2 separate regions of the Mus musculus genome follow, and region 1 is linked to region 2. The links are chromatin contacts, called in public Hi-C maps. All regions are on one chromosome and are shown on one strand. Each heading gives the region's core, a stretch centred on a gene start, on an enhancer-like site or on the middle of the called end of the contact. The rest is flanking DNA. Distances are from core to core; before and after follow the strand shown. Region 1 holds the start of Kcna10 (potassium voltage-gated channel, shaker-related subfamily, member 10). Region 2 overlaps Gm27008 (a long non-coding RNA gene).

Region 1 (5,919 bases), core at 2,048-4,547, 230 kb after region 2:
GCTTGCTGCAGAGAAGAGAACAGAAGACCTCTCACCCAGGCAGCACCGGAAATAGCCATGATGTTGCCTGTAGGAAGACTGTGCTCTGAGAAGCTGGTAGGACTCCAAGGAACAGGGAACCAGGAGGCTAAGCAGGCAGGACTCGGGATTCTACCCTTCATTCATCTGCTTTAAATATTGGACTCTGTGGAAAGATTGCTCTAAATAAAAGATGAGGAGGAAGAGGATGACACGGATAAGGGCCCACCCTTCCTGGGTGTAAATGCCCTGTCTCTTGGATCTCAACTCCTTCCTCCATGGTCATCCAGCCTCAGGCTCAGTCAGATTGGGTAGTTGCCAGCATGCATTCCAGTTGGTGACCAGACCATACCATCAGTCTTGAATGAGTGGTAACCTGTGTAGGTACTACCCAACTGTCTTAGTTTTCTATTGCTGTGACAAAACACCATGACCAAGGCAACTCATAAAAGAAAGCATTTAACCATACTAATTGTTTCAGAGTGTTAAAGTCTATGATGGCAGAGAAGACAGGTGGCTACAGGAACAGCTGAGAGCATACACCTTGACCTCAAGGAGGAGAGAGCGAACACTTGAGGTGGTGGGAATCTTTTATAACCTCAAAGTCCCCTCAAGTGTCACACCTTCTCCAAAAAAGCCACACCTCCCAATCCTTCCCAAGTAGTTTCTCCATCTGAAGGACAAGTCTATGGGGGGGCATTCTTATTCAAAGCACCACACCAACTTATTCAAAGCCTATACACCCTTCCTTCCTATGCTCCACACTTGTGTCACAAGGGAATTCCTCTCTGGTCTTTAACTGCTTCACCCTCAAAGGGTCTCTTCTCCATGGAATGCCTTCTTCCCTGCACCCTTTTCTCAGTCTCCACCATCTTTGTTTTGATTCAGATGCCCCCTTGCAAAGATGCTCTCACTCAAGCAGAGTCAGTTCCTCCACCCCACAGCCACTAGCTGCCCTGCTTACAACTCCTTCAGCCCATGAGCATAGAGCTGGTGTCTTCAAGCCCGGATTCCCAATTCAGCTCTGATATCTCAAAACCTTGAGCAACTTTACTTCTCTAGTGACACAGTTTCCCCATTTGTATAACTGGAACAATACCAGAAATCACTTGGGTCGCTGTGGGATTGAATGAACTAACACAGGCAGGGCACCTGGCCCTGTACCTGATCTGTCATAAGTGCTTGAGAAATATTAACTGCTGTGTGTAGTGTTCAGTGAATGCTATGACCAGCTCCAGGCTATCTCCTGGGTATTTTCTCTGTGAATATGTTTGCACATGAAATTCAAACATATTCATGTTTCACTTTTCTCAATTGATTCTTCTAAGAATAGAAATGTAAAGAACAAATAAGATATGAGAAAGGTGAGGCTTTCTCCACCCATAGAAAGTCTACTCCTCATGGGGCCTCTATTCTCTCCTATTATTCAGCTGTGATTCTAACAGTTCTTGACCAAGGTGAGCAGCATCCTTTGAGATCATCGATGACATGATGCATATCTCCCAGTAGAAAACTGACCGGTTCTGTTGGAGTCTGTTGGAGCACCCTCTGGACCATAAGCACCTTGAAAGGAGCTCGTGTTTGGGCTCTTTGTCACTCAAGCATCCAGCAGAGTTTCTGCATCCAATAATGAACGTGATGGTTTATCTTAGTTATCAACTTGACTGGACCAAGAAGCACACTTCTAAGTATGTCTGCGAGGATGCTGCCACAAACACTGGGCATGTAGGTCAGAGAACACAGATGCAAGCTGCCACTCTGAAAGTGAGTGGCACTGTCTTGTAGGCTGGAGGCAGAAAGCAGAGCTCACAAGCAAAAAAAATGCCCACCTGATCCTTCTTGAGTGGGTGTGTCAGTTGTGATGTCACTTGTAGCCATCAGTCTCCGAATGCTTCAGCTTTTGTAGACAGACTTGTACCAGTGATGCTCCCGAGGGGTCCAAGCCATAAATCTGGGACTGAGGCTGTAGCATATCTCCTGCTATATGGCTTCTAGATTCTTGGAACAGCTACTGCTTTCCCCAGTTCTCCAGTCTATAGGCAACCATGGTGGGACCATTCAACCTCTGATTGTACAAGTCAATCTGGTGAAGTCTCTCTTAAAGTTAATAAAGCCCCTCCTTTTATATTTACATCCAATTTGTTCTGTTCCTCTGGAGAACTTTAGCCAATACAGCCAGCTGGAATACATGAAGCTGTAACAAGTTATTAAGTTGCCACCATCACTAACCCTTCCCCCATCCCTAGTAGACCAAGATCTGAAGGAATTTTTGGGACTCAGCAACTGAGTCCCATCCAGACTCCTACATTCAAAGAGGAGACCCAGCATCCTCAGTGAGCCACTCCTTGGTCTGACTAGGACTGAGAAAAGAAAAGGGTAGTTGGTCCCAAATATCACATGCAAAGTCTGGCAGGAGGCCTGGGTTAGAGGCAGGAGGAGAGTGTGAAGTGTGTGTTCTCAGCCTCTCGATGACACCACAATGCCACCAACAGCAGCTGGGCTCTCTGTTTCTGAGCTCTGGTGTTCATATCTCACCCAGGTCCTTGGTGCTGGGCAAGTTGGACAAGGCTTTTTCTCTGTCACCAGCAGTGCATGGATGCCTTCCTGGAGGTCAAAGTCAATGACTGGCAGCTAAGCCTTGCTTTATCCTACAGACCGAAGAAAGCTGATTTTTACCTGTGGTCATCTACAAAGCAGACTGACAATTCACTGGCATGTGAGCCTGACAACCTGCGTTCAATCCAAGGAGCCCACATTGGAAGGAGAGAACCTACTTCTGAAAGTTAGCCACTGATTTTCATATGCTTGCCATGGCATGCGTGTGCACATGCACACACACAAACATGTGCACGAATGCTCGTGCACTCACATGCACATGTCATACAAATAATAACACATAATAACAACTCGGATACTCCCTAAACCCACTTGTGGCAAGGTCTTCTGGCCTCTAGCACTCATGTGGAGATACCCAGTCCCCACTGCTCAACTCCATTACCCACATGTCACACTGGCTTTAGAAAGTATCTCAAGTTAGTGACTAACTAAGCTTCCTGGTCAGTAAGTGACCTGTGTGCCTTCAGCAATGAAGCTGCCAGTTGTCCTTACCCCAGCTCACCCTGTCCCCTGTCCCCAGGCATTCTGCACCCTGCCACCCAACAGAGCTGGATATTCTCTCTGAATCTTCCTCCATGGGCAGAGAGAGGCAGAGAGATCCTGTTTCACCCAGGGATAGGATTTCTGAATCCCAAGTATCTGCTGACCAGGATCCTCCCTGCCAGTCTTCCTGTGGACCTTGAGACCAGCACATCCCATCTGCTATGGCCAGCTGACCCCAGCAGAGCTGCGGAGGCCCACTGGGTCCGAGACACCACTCCTGCTGGTGAGTGCTAACCCATGCTGTCTTCACTGGGCCCACTCTTCAGTTTCTTCCATCCCAGGCTCCCAGTGGCATTCTCCTAGAGGACTGGAGGCATTCTGGGAAAATTCAATTGCACGCATGGCAACAAGTGTCAGCCAGCCAAGCTGGCTCCCTTCCCAGCATGCTCTTAGGAAGCTGCAGTCTTCTTATGGTCTGCTTTCCCAGCTGTTTAGCTTGAGGTATTCCAAGAACACCAGCTTCAGTCTGGGTTTTGACCTTCAACATGAAGAAAGCATAGCTGTCCACTACATCCTCACACTCCAGAGATTATGGAGTCCTACCAGGACTTAAGGACCCCCCACACACAGAGTACCCTCCATGACCTCCATGCTCAGTGTCCACATAAAGTCAACAGGAGAGCAAGCCTTGGGAAGCTAGAGGCAGGAAGACACTAGCTTTAGTGTGTTCTGTCAGACGTATAACAAACCCTTCCACCCACCCCACTTTCATAAGCCCACTCCACTCCCATAGGCAGATGCCTACGATTCTACTATCAGGGCTTTGTTTCCTAAATGATGCTTTTCTGTCGCAAACAATGAATTATTCAACAAATATTTTCTTTCCGTGGTTCTTCTGTGTTCAATATAGCATATTGTTCTAAGGCCTGGGGTTAGGCAAGGATATGAATCTTTGTCCTGGATCTCTCTGTAAACATTGTTATCATGCCTGCTTTCCTGATTAGGGGATTTAAAAGCAAAGAAATGAAGGAACTCTTTCAAGGTCACATAGCTTCAGAAATCCTGCAAACAGCTAGCTATGGTGGCACACACCTGTAATTCTAACACAAGAAAGATGAACCAAGGACATCATGAGCTCCAGGCCAGCCTGGACTACGTAGAGGAAAATTTGTCTTTAAAAAACAAAAACAAAGAAGAGGAGGGGGAAAGAGAGGAGGAGGAGGAGGAGGAGGAAGAGGAGGAGGAGGAGGAGGAAGAGGAGGAGGAGGAGGAGGAGAAGAAGGAGAAGGAGGAGGAGAAGGAAGAGAAACAGTTTTGAAACAGGGCTGTTAGGAAGTTTGTAGGTACTTACAAAAAAGAGAGGGTGGCATATGGCATCTTGTATCCAGTGTCAACATAAGGGCACAGGTCTTGGTGGCCTGGCCCTAGGCTACCTCCACAGGGAAAGGGAAGCAATGCAGAATGTGTAGGGAGTGACTGCTGCCAGCTGGAACCAGAGCCAAGCTCATTGCTCCCCTCTATCCCCTGATAGATGTCACATGTGTTCACATAGCTGGAATTGGTCCCAGGTCCCACCACAACATAGGAGACAGAGGCACACGGAGGATGCTGGCTAGACTAGGAGTAATGGGAGTCCCCTGGAGACCTCTAGCTGGGATGCCTGGGTCCATTCTAGCCTGGGTCCATTCTAGCTGGAAGGAGGAATTCCCTGGGGCCTGCATAGGGGGGACAGAAAGGATCAAGAAGTCCACAACAGACACCTAGATGAGAGGGAATGTCTGAACAGAGATCATGGTAAGACAGGGGGCAGGGAGGATCAGGCAGACAGAGGACATCATGGATGAATTAACTTAAGATCTCCCCCTACCCCTTCCTTCCTTTATCCTCCTATGCGGCCCTTGCTTAGCCATGTGGTCACAAACATGGGAGCAGAGGCAGCCAGCAAACTCTAGCTTATGTGGCCCTGAACAGGTTGCTTCCTCTTTGTGATTCTTCTTCTCTACGATGCAGAGGCTACGCACATGTGGAATCTTAGGAAAACTCTAGGTACTATGACAAGGACTACGTAAAAGTTGGTTGTGATGTATGTCGGCGGCTGGACTTTGGAGATGACAGAGCAAGATGGCTGGGGAGAAGGAGGCCTTTACAGAGCAGTGAAAGAAAGACTAGAGCATGCCTTAGGATAAGGGAAAGTCAGAGTGAGCTCAGGCTAGAATGGGAGCAACGGTCAGCCCTAACAGTATTCTCAAAACCAAGCCAACAACTGGGAGAGGGGCACACACCTGTGACCTCATAACTCAGGACGCAAAAGCAGGAGGATTTCGTGTTTAAGTTCAACCTGGGCCACATAGCAAGACCCTGTGTCAAGATGATGGTGATAACGATGATAACAGCAATGATGATAAGGATTTTGTAAATATAGGCCAAGGCGCCAAGTCCAGCCTCCGACATACATCACAACCAACTTCTACATAGTCCTTGTCATAGTACCTAGAGTTTTCCTAAGGTTCCACATGGAGTTTTCCTAGATGTCCGTAGCCTCTGCATTGTAGAGAAGAAGAATCACAAAGAGGAAGCAACCTGCTCAGGGCCACAGGAGCTGGAGTTTGCTGGCTGCCTCTGCTCCCATGCTTGTGACCACATGGCTAAGCAAAGTGCCTCATAGGAGGATAAAGGAAGGAAGGGGTAGGGGGAGATCTTAAGTTAATTCATCCATGATGAATTGCAGCACGTTGTCAGATCACGGAAGATGAAAGGGCTGATCCTAAACCTTGGTGTAGGCTCTTGAGAAGCACTGACAAG
Region 2 (5,928 bases), core at 1,924-4,423:
GTAAGTTAGTTGTTGTTTTCCTTGGAGTTTAGGGTTCTTTTTTTCTGCTTTCTGTCTGCCTGTTTGTCTGTCTGTTTTGAGACAGAGTCTCACTGTGTAACCTAAATGGCCTGGAACCCACTATGTAAACCAGGCTGGCTTCAAACTCAGAGATCCTTCTGCCTCACTCTCCTTCTCCCGCATGCTGGCAGTAAGGGCATCTGTCACCACATTTATATCTAAGATTCTGCATTTTTAAGAAATTCCTATATGATATTGATATATGATTTATTCCTATATGATATTGATATATGATTTATTCCTATATATTGATCATCATATAGGAATAAAGCTGTTGGCCAAAGCTTGGAATAGAATGTTCCTTGCGATGTGCTAGCAGGGTAGTGAGTTTTATTCTCTTTTACTTGTAGGTTTGAATATTTTATCATGTAATGTGGCATCAGAAAAAGTTGAAGAAAAAGAATAAAAAAGCAGCTATGAGTCTCTTCTCCATCTCCAGCCCTGTCACTTATGCTTCCTACTACTTGTAACAAATGGCTCTGTTTCTGAAGAGCCATAACACACCTACCCCCAATGACACCTGTCTCCTAAAGATGTGTCAGAAGGGAGAAAAGGCAGAATTACTCATATGGTCATGATTTTCTGTGTCCCGCACTGCAGGAGGAACAACTGAGGCCTGGGGGAAGGGGGCCCAGGGAACCCCTCTGTGTATCTTTTTGAACTCTGAGTTAAGGCAACATAAAGCACCACCAGTGATAAACAAGACTGCATGCTATCCTTGTGGGGATATTGGTAGGATTTTCTTGGTACTTATAGATTAGAATCACATGTGTTCCTTTTGTCCTTATAGTTCTTGGATGAACCCAGGGTGATCTGGTGTTTGGAAAGGACTCCCATCTGAGCAAGTCCGTTCTCTCTCACATCTTCCAGGTTATGTGCTCTTACTGATATTCTTGCTTTAATTCAGCAGACATTTGTTGAGCATTCATTAGCCAGGCTTTGTGTAGTCATTGTTGAATACCAAGATTGAGAAGCTCATTTCTTATGCTGGAAGAGACAGACATGCATAGAAAGAAACTGAGCTAAATGAAGAGAATATTTTCTGTGTAATTACTACATGCCAGAAACTGTACAGGTTTTTTCTTTTCAAAATGCCTTAACATGGGAAAGCACAGAGTGCTTGATTCTGCCAGGGAGAAGGGCCTTGCTCCCAAGCCATCTGACATGAACTCAGCCTGGAGAAATGAGTAGAGTCTGTAGGCAGAAAAAAGCACAGATCTCCGGTGCATTCTGGACAGGAGGAAGACAGCTTGAGCAACCGAGCAATGGTGTTAGATGATTTGATGTGTATGGGTCTTTGAGTGGCTCCGGGTGAAAGGAGTCTGAACTGCATTTGGGGTCAGGAGCTCTCCTTTCCAGCTGGAGCCTTTACAGTTGCTGTGGTGTCTTTGTATGCATTGTCTTAGTTGATCTGAGCAGCCTGCCATTCCCTTCTCAGCTAGAGCACTAATTACCTGTCAGCTAAAACTAGGAAGGCTTTGGACACACCTAGAAAGGGCTGGAAGGCATGTTAATCAAAGCCATTCTGAGAAAGTGATTAAAATTCCCAACGTGTTCTACAAGCCTTCTGCTTCTCCTGAATTTTCAATGCAATTATTATCTCGTTCTTTGGGAGCAGTCAGCTCTCCAGAGAGGCATCCTGAGAAGCCCTGACATTTCAGAATCAGAGCCGAGCTCCCAGCTGGCTGAGGGGCCTGACAGCTCCCTCTGAATTTCCAGCAGCGCCCTGGCGGCTGCCCTGTGGTAGCCTCTGTTTTGGACCTGGGTTTTCCAGCATTTCTCAGCTGGAACTCGCAGAACCACTGTTGTGGCACAAGCCCACAGTGGCTCTGAGTCCCCTAGCTACAGAAATTCTACAGCCAAGGAGGGTAGAATGCTCAGGAACAGATGTTCAAACATAACACTTTCCAAACGTCTGTGTGGATTTTATACCCCCCAGAGGCTTGTTAAGAATGCAGGTGGCTGACTGGAGTGCTGGCACACACCTTTAATCCCAACACTCAGGAGGCAGATTTCTGAGTTTGAGGCCAGCCTGGTCTACAAAGTGAGTTCCAGGACAGCCAGGGCTATACAGAAAAACCCTGTCAAAAAAGAAAAAAAGAATGCAGGTGGCCACTTCCCAATGTAAATCATCACATTCAGGGACTCTAAAGTCAGCTCCAAGATTCCACCCCCCTACCGCCCCCCCCCCAACACTTTTCTTTTGTGAAGAGGGAACAAGATAGGATTTCATTCTGTAACACAGACTTGTCTGGATTGCATCCTGTTTTCCAGACTACCTTAGCACTCAGGACAATCCTCCTGTCTTAGCTGGCATTATAGAGGTAAGCCTCCATGTCTGACTGAAAATCCACTTAAAAAAGAAAGAAAGAAAGAAAGAAAGAAAGAAAGAAAGAAAGAAAGAAAGAAAGAAAGAAAGAAAGAAAGAAAGAAAGAAAGGAAGGAAGGAAGGAAGGAAGGAAGGAAGGAAGGAAAAGAAAAGAAGAGAAAAGAAAAAAGAAATTCAATATTTTAAGAATAAAAACTAAGAATTTGGGTTTTAAAATCTCTGTGATCAGAGGATCCTCTCACAGAGACCGGAGCTCATCAGTTTCTGATGAGACATAAAAGTGAGGTTGAAGGGCCTGGATGAAACTCCAGAAAGCATCTTAAGACACATCAGTAGAGTGTGAGGCTACTCTTCCTGACTTTTGGGGGGATGACACACCCACAAAGACTCTACTCACTACCCTTTGCTAGCTCTGAAAACAATGCAGCCCCAAAGCAGGGCCATCCCCCCTCCTGCATGGTTCCAGGGTCACCCCCCTCTCCGCACCAGCCTCTCTAGCCCTGACTGGAATGCCTGAGCAGAGAAATGTTTGAAAACCACTTTCAGCCTGGCTAATGATGTAGTTCTTCAAAAAGTGTCACCAGGATGAAAAATAGCTCAAAATGGCAAGTCCCCCTTATTTCACCAGCACAGCCGGTAGGAAGTTCCTGCCAAGCAAGATCAAACTTCTTGGGAATGTTTTGAAAAGCTGATGGAAACAAGGGCCCCCATCACACTCTGCAGCGCTCCACCCCAGCTTGTGGAAAAGCTCGTTTGGAACAGCTCTAGTCAGTCTCAAAAACTCACACAATTGATGCCTCCTGCTGCACTGTCATTTCCACTGCAGACTGAGCTACATCCTCTTGTTTCTAAGGCAGAGTGGGAAAGGTTAGAGAAATATCCAGGCTTTCCCTAAAATAACTATAGCAGCTTAAAGGTGCTGTCCAGAAAGATGGCTCCAAAGGCATCCTCTGCCCATCCCTGCCAGAAGCCTGTGCTGGGCACGTTTAATTTCCTTCATGCATCCCCTGGCCCCTGTGCAGTGGTCCAGGTGTCCTCTGTCTGTGGGAAACTGCGCCATCTGTCAGGCATCTCTCTCTTGCTCCCTAGCCTTCCCTTTCACCTACACATCTTGATTAGCAGATGACAGTTCCGCTCTGATGTTTGTTTTGCCTTTGACGGATTTTCAGCTCAAAAAACAAGACAAGGGGTGCTTTAACCTCCACAGAACCAACAATGCTTTCTTTGGTTCCCCTTCCCAACCTTCCAAGGAAAGATACTGGTAGGTACTCAGAAAGAAAGGAAATAACAAGTAAGTAAGTTCATGTCTTCCTTGCCCTCTGTGATATAGAAAAACTATTCGTCCATTTCTCCAAGTATCACCACGTTGACACTGAGTGGCAGACAAAAATAGACAGGGGATTTATCCTGTAGCTCAAAGCAAATACTGAAGTCGGAAAGGAGGTTATTTTCTTGGAAATAAAACAGCAAATTGAAACATGCAACCATCTTTAATTCCCTAGTCTTCCCCTGTATCACCCCTTATGCCCAGTCAGAGTCTTCCTGGAACTTAGGTAAAGTCTCAAGAGAGAACATAAGATACAGAATTCAGAGATGAGAACAGCAGTGGGGACTATAAGTGGGAAGATACAGATCCATCTACAGAACACTCAGCCAAATAAATCACTTAGAGACTCAATACTCAGATCCATTGGCTTGATGAGTCAGTCACCCACAAAAAGAAAGTGCAATGCAGCAAGAGCCAGAACTGTGAGGCATCTTCACTCCCTACTCATCTCTCTCACATTTTGTATTCAACTCAACACTAATCTTATAGAGTCTGACTCCCAACGATCTGACAAACCCATCTGCTCTCAATCCTATGGGGTAGAGTTCCTCATACTGTTCGCTTTTGCCTAAGTGGATATAGTAATAGACCCCAAGATGGGCTATCTTCCCCATCCATTCTACTCCACACAAGCTCCTTGAAAGGACTTTTGAGAGAACAGGATTCATGTTATTCTCTGATAAACACCTTTCAAGCTGTGAATCTCTCTCCTTGCGTAGGACCTGCTTTTCCGTTCAAAGCCCAAGGCCATGTACGATCTGCTTTCTATATAGTTCTCCAGCTACAACTCTTATGACTCCTTGCCTCAAACAGTGGGCTCTAGAAAACTACACATCTCTTTTCAAAAGTAGACTTTTCATTTATGATCCACTGTGCATGTTTTAATAATCATCTGACATTTCCAATCACCCTTGATTCCTACTTGAACTTTAAATCTCAACTAAAATGTCACTTTAAACTTCCTCTCCTAACCCTCAAAGCACTACATCCTGGATTCTCCTCTTTGACCCCAGAAATGTATACATCCTACTTCTGGTTTGTATGGCCCAAGAATTCAGGAGCCATGACAACTAGGACAGTTATCTTGCCCTAGCCTTGGGTCAGAGAACAAAGGAGACTCATAGGTGTTATGGTTACTTGTTTTGGCTTAAGCAACACGAGATTTATTTTTCTCATACGTCATCAGATCAGAAGCCCAAGATCAAAGAATAAATCTTTCTCCTAAATCTTTGTCTTTGAACAGTTTCTCACCGTGTTCTTATGTGCCCTTTCCCCTGTATGTAAGAATCCCTGATGTCTTTCAATGTATTCAAATTTTATATTTTCAAAATTTTAATTGACAAAATCATTATACATATTCATAGCATGTGGTACAATACAATACAGCACAGATGATAGGATGCAGCAGTCAAATCAAAGTAATCAAAATATATCCTATCACTGCAGATATTTATCATTTCTTCAAGTTGGAAATATTCAAAAGTCTCCCTTCTAGCTATTGAATGTATTAGATTATTATTATTAATAGTTCCCATGCTGTACTCTATATACAAAACTAGAAGTTAATCTTCCCAACTAAGTTTACTGTTTTTTTAAGATAGGGGCTCATTGTGTATCCTTGGCTAACCTGGAACTCACTATGTAGACCAAACTAGCCTCAAACTCATAGGGATCCACATATGTCTGTCTTCCAAATGCTGATGTTAAAGTATATGACATCATACCTTGCATACGTGTGTGTGTGTATTATTATTATTATTACCCAACTTTCCTTTCTTTTTTTCTTTTTTTATTAGATATTTTCTTTATTTATATTTCAAATGCTATCCTGAAAGTTTCCTATACCCTCCCCCTTCCCTGCTCCCCTACCCACCCACTCGCACTTCTTGGCCCTGGCAGTCCCCTGTACTGGGGCATATAAAGTTTGCAAGACCAAGGGGCCTCTCTTCCCAATGATGGCTGACTAGGCCATCATCTGCAAAAAATGGACCATCCAGAGACTACCCCACCCAGGGTTCCATCCCATAATCAGCCACCAAACCCAGACACTATTGCTCATGCCAGCAAGATTTTGCTGAAAGGATCCTGATATAGCTGTCTCGTATGAGGCTATGCCAGTGCCTGGCAAATACAGAAGTGGATGCTCACAGTCATCTATTGGATGGAACATAGGACCCCCAATGGAGGAACTAGAGAAAGTACCCAAGGAGCT

Evidence for each region. A called contact is a pair of places that touch in the nucleus more often than the background predicts.
Region 1: a Hi-C map of cerebral cortex shows a contact between it and region 2, with 2.6 times the contacts expected there. The contact joins the promoter of Kcna10 here to the enhancer-like site in region 2. A contact is called at or near these places in 11 of 39 promoter capture datasets (the C10 cell line, the HPC-7 cell line, HPC-7-derived erythroid cells and 6 more), 1 of 15 datasets of contacts at CTCF or cohesin (large pre-B cells), 27 of 484 Hi-C or Micro-C datasets (B cells, the Ba/F3 cell line, CD4 T cells and 18 more), 6 of 115 datasets of contacts at active chromatin or transcription factors (CD8 T cells, T-cell acute lymphoblastic leukemia, astrocytes and 3 more) and 3 of 9 other capture datasets (adipose tissue, liver and macrophages).

What each region holds. Positions count from the first base shown.
Region 1 is chr3:107,179,846-107,185,764 of GRCm38.p6, forward strand. Kcna10 (potassium voltage-gated channel, shaker-related subfamily, member 10) reads left to right here and starts at 3,298. Exons shown (of 2, transcript NM_001081140.1): 1 at 3,298-3,400.
Region 2 is chr3:106,954,273-106,960,200 of GRCm38.p6, forward strand. The region is part of intron 1 of Gm27008 (a long non-coding RNA gene); the gene reads right to left. Among named protein-coding and RNA genes, the nearest start is that of Gm27008, 24 kb to the right of the region's middle. Within about 2 kb of position 3,174, at least 26 of the 459 cell types and tissues checked have an H3K27ac peak or open chromatin away from gene starts, as enhancers often do. A contact at or near this core is called in brain, cerebral cortex, cortical neurons and 1 more, where this site is marked.